2 separate regions of the Mus musculus genome follow, and region 1 is linked to region 2. A link is a contact called in public ChIA-PET data. All regions are on one chromosome and are shown on one strand. The core of a region is the stretch at or near the end of the contact, and the rest is flanking DNA. Distances in the headings are between cores, read along the strand shown. Region 1 has its middle 21 kb from the start of Gm32515. Region 2 overlaps Jmjd1c (jumonji domain containing 1C).

Region 1 (3,103 bases), core at 119-2,618, 450 kb after region 2:
TAGGGAAGCTAGTTGTATGCACTTGGAATCCCAGCACTCGAGGAGGCAGTGGCAGGCAGATCCCTGGGGTTCACTGACAACCCAGAGTATCTAACTTGGCAAGTTCGAGGCCAATGAGAGACTGTCTTCTAGTATCTGAGAACCAACAGCTGAGGTTTTCCCATTGCTAGTGCCTGCATACATATGAACATATATGTAATCACATGAGGTATGGCCAAAGTTCACGGGAGATGATACTTAATTCTTAAATTTGCTTACTTCCTTAAATGGTTTACATCTCTCATGTACGTAACTGCTGGATGTGTCTTGACATTCATAAGTCCTGACCTATTCAATGGTTCTCAGATGGAGTGATTTACCCCCCGCCCCCCCTCCCCTGGGTAGGATTTTTTGGCAAAGTATGGAAACATGTTTGGTCACAACAAAATGAAGGAATGTTACTGGCTAGAGGCCAGGGATGCTGCAAACAGAGTTTTCTGGTCCAAAATATTGGAAATGCTGAGGTTGAGAAATGATGGTCTAACTCAACTTTATTTGATTCAGGAGAAGGGGATGGAGAAAGGACTAGGCAGACGAGAGATCTTCTCTTTCTTTAAGAGGACCCAAGTTCCGTGCCCAGCAGATATGCAGAGAGGCTCAACCATCTGGAACTCTTGATTCAAGGGCACCTGGCATCTTCTCAGGGAACCTGCATATCCCTACCTCCACATACACATAGTTAAGAAAAATAGATCATATAGAAGGAAACAAATCTCAAAGGCCAGGAATTGCTCTAGTCCCAAAGGAAGTTGGTGTTAAGAGAAATGAGACTCCATGCAGTGTCACCTTTGCTGATGTCGCCTTGTCTTGAGGTTAGCAGGCCAGTGAGTGGAAGATCCTCATCAATAACATTTTTAATCGATTGTTTTCTTAAGGTGAGATAAAGAGAAAGGTGTTGCAGTGGACATGGAAACCCCCATTGTCTAAACCACTGGATGGAAGAGTTGCTAATTAAGAATCTTCTAATTATCTCTAAGTGAAAAATTTTAAGATTTCAGAAACAGCTGCTGGGACCCCCATTACAAACCACTCCCCTTCCCCAGCATCTATAAGGCACAAGTGTCATGTAAGGAGGCCTTCATAGTGGACGGGGGTATCTCTGCTGCTCTCCTTAAAGCATCTGATGTGCAAGAGGCTACCGAGCATTTGGTTGTGATTCGATCAATGAACAAGGCTAGGAAATTCACAGAACAATGCTAAACTGTATCCTTTCTTGTGGGTTTGATGATTTGCAGATGAGGCAGCAGTTTTAGCTCAAATCTCTGAACTTAGCTTGTACGGTTGGTTGCCGTGGTTCAGCTGCCTTGTTTTGCTGGGAGGACACTTCTGCAACTTCTCGGAGACATGAACTAGGTCACCAGAAACTGCTGCTTTCACTTCGAGGCTCCTTGCTCAGGGCAAGGGCGAAGAAGACACAGCTAAGGGCTCTCCACACACTCGACAGATGGAGTACTGGTTGCAGCCTCCTCCACAGGACACTCTGCTAGTATTTTCTCTACCAAACTCTTGCTGACAAATGAGAGGAATACATTATCCTGCACAGTCGAACAAATACCCTAATGGGACAGCTCCAGGTTGCCAGCATGCTGATGACTTCAGAATCTTTTCCATCATTGTATCTGTCCTCCTCTTCCCCTCCCCTCTTCCTCCCCTCCCCCCTCCCCTCTTCCTCCCCTCCCCCCTCCCCTCCCCTCCCCTGCCCCTCCCCTCCCCTCCCCTCTCCCTCCCCTCCCCCTCCCCTCCCCTCCCCTCTCCCTCCCCTCCCCCTCCCCCTCCCCTCCTCTCCCTCTCCCCTCCCCCTCCCCTCCCCTCCCCTCCCTCTCCCCTCCCCCTCCCCCTCCTCCTTGGGGGAAGTGTCTGGCAAGCAAAAGCCTGTGACAGTTCAGGGTGTCACTTCCTTCCTGGATTGTTTGCAGTAGAAGAAAAAGATACTTGCTTTCTCTTGGGTATATCTTGTTACTTTGTTTGTTTACACAGGAACCTTTCCAAAGCTTTTTCCCTCCCCACCCCCACAGGCCACTAACCAACCATCACAGATAAGTCAGAACATGAGACTCTGCATCAGCCTCTCCCACCAGCTAAGGAAAAAGAGTTATCATTTCTGAGTTTAACAAAGCGTTTGACTGTGAAGAGGAGTGGTAGCTACAAGTAACCAGGGTTCTTTACACAGAGAGAAAAGAGATAGCTGGGGTCAGGACATCATCAGAGAACCCCAGAACTATTTGCTTTGTTTCTGCATTTCTGTGGCTGCCACCTTAACTTGGGACATGGCAGAAGCCCTTCCCTAACCCTGTGGGTCACATTCCAAACAATAGAGGCACCCAGTCGAATAGCTAGAGCCTTAAGACAATGCTACTGCCCACATTAAAAAAAACAACAAAACAAAACAAACAACAAACCAACAAACAAAAAATAGAGAAAGGGCAAAAAGGTGGGTTATCCTTCTCTCCCTACTGGCATGCAGGAAGCCCAGGGTACCACATACTGGTGTGCCAGTGTTCACAGGACAGCAAGTGCTGGTGGCTCCCAGGCTGACTCAAGAGTGGAATCTGTGCCCCTGTTGGTTAACTGAGGACGACATGGCTTGTCCTCACTTTTTTCCTATCATAGTGCTTCATTTGACAAGTCTGTACCTTTGAGAGGTCCCATGGGAGCTCATTTTCAACTGATTCATCCAGACCCACACTGGTGAGAAGCCCACGGTGGTCAGTGCATAGCCTTTTCCTTTTCTTTTCTTTTTTTCTTTTAAGAATCAGACTTTCTCTACGTAGCCTTGGCTGTCCTGGAACTTGCTCTGTAGACTGGGTTGGCTTCGAACTCAGAGATCTGTCGGCCTCTGCTTGCCAGATGCTGGGATTAGAGGCATGTACCATACAGCTTGGCTAGCTTTTCCTACTGGGCCCATCTAGCCTGCTGCACAAAAATATTTGGATTTGGAGTTGCTGTGTATAAGGACACCTAAATTAATTCACTATGTGTGGACACCCAAGTCCTGAAGACTGCATTCTGACTACCGTTTACCCACTGAGGACTTAGTGAATTATATAGTTCCCCCAAGTTCTAA
Region 2 (2,756 bases), core at 217-2,716:
GATTTTACCAAGGACTGTCAACTAAATACCTTCAATTTTGAGGAATTGTGTTATCTAGAAATTAATCCTCTTTCTAAGTTAACTGGAGTAATTTAAATTATGTTAAGTTGGTGAATTTTACCCCTGAAGCCGGCCCACCTTGCAAAAAGGGCTCTGGAGAAGATCTTCGCAGGAATGTTTTTGATATTATAAAATGACTGGGGCTTAGGAGATGCAAAACACCTGTATTATTTGCATAAGAAAAAGGTACTTAGGGCTAATGTTGCTAGTGTCCAGTCCTGCTAAATTGAATTTTATCTTTAGCCAGTCTTTTTTTTTGGGGGGGGGGGGGTTATCCTTGATGCTTTGGCCTGAAGTGTTTGGACAAGAAACAGAAAATGTCCAAAGATTGAAAGTCCTTTTGAGAAGGAGCCAGTGTTCTCTCATTTACCAATGCTAAACAAGTAGAAGTATAATATGAAAATTTTTCATTGTAGAAATACGCTAACTTGATAGCTATCATGTTAACATATTTCATATAATCAGATAACATGAACTCTTAAGCGAGTACATTCTCTTATAAAAAATGATAGAATTATATGAAATATTAGGAATCTAGGCCCAAGAAATAGAAAATATTGGTAGCAGGCAATGATAGATGTACAGTTAGTGTGGGAATTTTCTATTTTGAAAGTTAATTTCTCACACAAAGTATTTTGAACATCTAGTACTTAAAAGGTTAGGCTGGGACACAGTAGAAAGTTATTCTAACTAGGTTCAATTATCATAAATGTTAAAAATAAATGGAAGAGACAGATTTTGTTTGTTTTGGGGATGGTTCTAGAGATACATACTGTAATTTTTCAATTTTTTTTCAAATAAGGAAAATGTTATTTGCTCAGGAATATTAATTGAATAGAAATGAGATATGTTTAAAATATACATCCTAATGAATCCACTTAACTCCTGGTAAGAATTTCTTAAGTGTAGAAAATTAGCTCTTTGAGAACCCCTTCAAACTGAAACTTTTTTTGTGTAATAACCAGAGTATTTTGTATTTCTTTAAGACATAATAGCTACAAGACAGGGTGGACAGGAGCACCAACAGCTTTGGAATCTGGGAGATACGTACTGTCTTGGTCAACAGTGTTGTTTTGTGTCCAGATGGTACCCAAGTTGCCTTGTCATGAGGAAATGTTCTTTTGGTACACATATATGCAGTTTAGAAGCCTAGTTGTTTAATTGCATTTTTCAGATTTTGATTCTTTCTTAGGAAAGCCACACTTTTTAAGATGGTAGAATTTTCTTTTCATTTTAAAGCTTTTAGAACAAACAGTAGTAGATACATGAATACATTTAATTTTGACTGACTCTGACTCTGCTAAGAATGAGAGTGTGGTGATAGTCATTTAAGAAAACAAACACTGTGCCCTTGTTTCCTTCCTCTAACTTTCCCACCTCACTGCCTGCTGTGTGATCTCAGACTTGCTTTGTGACAGTGCTAGCTAGAGACAGGACAGGGCTGGTGGGGACTGCTCTTCCTCACTGGTCTCTCCTGCTGCCCTCTGCTCTCATTGAAGTAACTGCATCTGTAGTTGTTCTGGGAGCAAGGCAGGGGTGGGGTAAGGTCAGATGCTTTCTGCTCAGTTAAAATCTCAGTATGAAAATTAGACTAACATCTCTAGTTAGGAGTAAACAGGGGTGAATGTGGTTGACTTCTTTTCATGTTTTCAGGGTTAAGCAGAAACATACACGTGTGCTTGGTAGTCTTTCAGAAATAGTCTATAGCATGATACAGTATAATTTCCAGCTTATTAATTATGGTTGTGTTTAATTATTTTTTAATGAATAAAAAGTATTCTATGGTTTTAATAAAAACGTTAGGTTATACCATTATGACGACCTTATTGAACCATTATATTGCCATGTACCCTTTGTATAACACTTTGAGGATACAACCAGAAAATAACCATTAGAACTTTTCTCTTTTTTGACAGACCTTCAAACCATTGGTTGAAAATAGTATACCTAGTTCTATCACTGCAGTAGAATTCCTTATAGATAAGCAACTGGATTTTTTAACAGAAGATAGTGCCTTTCAGCCATACCAGGTAAGGAACTGCACACCAATTGTTCATTAAACTTCATTCATATTCAGGGCATTCAGTATATTTTGATTATAGCATTACTTAGCAATAAATTTGTGCTGGGACTTTGTTGTGAGACAGGAACACTTTGGCTATAGCTAGGATTACAGGAGTGAACACAGCTTCCTGTTAGAGGAGAATTGTCTAGACACCAGGGTTACTTCTGTTCATCTTTGGCTCAGGGCTGCACCTATCTATAAATGTATTTGAGGGTTTGGTTTTGTTTTGCCATATACTTATTTGTTTATGAGGTTAACTAATTTATTAGAGTAAGTAAATGCATCTTGAGGGGAAATAGGTTTTCCAGTAGACAAATAGATTTAAATTATGTAAAGAAACTCATCACAACTATTAAACAATTTGTGGTGATTCATATCTATGATCCTGGGACGTAGGAGGCTGAAGTAGGAGGATCTCATTCAGGGCCAGCCTTGCCAACATAAGAAAACTGTCTCAGAAAGCAGAAAAGTGTGTTTGTGGGGGCAGGAGGTACTGGCTCTGGAGACATGTGTCAGCAGCTAAGTGCTCTTGGGGCTTTTGCAGAGGCCTGGAGGAGTTCCAAGCACCAACAGGAGGCAGGCAGGTCACAACTACCTATAGGCCAGCTCTAGGGGAGCTGATGCCCTCTTC

The links. ChIA-PET counts read pairs in DNA pulled down with a chosen protein or histone mark.
Region 1: an RNA polymerase II ChIA-PET map of memory CD8 T cells shows a contact between it and region 2, with 46 read pairs. The contact joins two enhancer-like sites. A contact is called at or near these places in 2 of 484 Hi-C or Micro-C datasets (CD4 T cells and Th1 cells) and 1 of 115 datasets of contacts at active chromatin or transcription factors (memory CD8 T cells).

What each region holds. Positions count from the first base shown.
Region 1 is chr10:67,642,458-67,645,560 of GRCm38.p6, forward strand. No RefSeq gene overlaps it. Among named protein-coding and RNA genes, the nearest start is that of Gm32515, 21 kb to the right of the region's middle. Within about 2 kb of position 1,369, at least 88 of the 459 cell types and tissues checked have an H3K27ac peak or open chromatin away from gene starts, as enhancers often do. A contact at or near this core is called in Th1 cells and memory CD8 T cells, where this site is marked.
Region 2 is chr10:67,187,760-67,190,515 of GRCm38.p6, forward strand. It overlaps Jmjd1c (jumonji domain containing 1C), which reads left to right. Exons shown (of 26, transcript NM_207221.3): 3 at 1,977-2,090. Among named protein-coding and RNA genes, the nearest start is that of Jmjd1c, 62 kb to the left of the region's middle. Within about 2 kb of position 1,467, at least 62 of the 459 cell types and tissues checked have an H3K27ac peak or open chromatin away from gene starts, as enhancers often do. A contact at or near this core is called in Th1 cells and memory CD8 T cells, where this site is marked.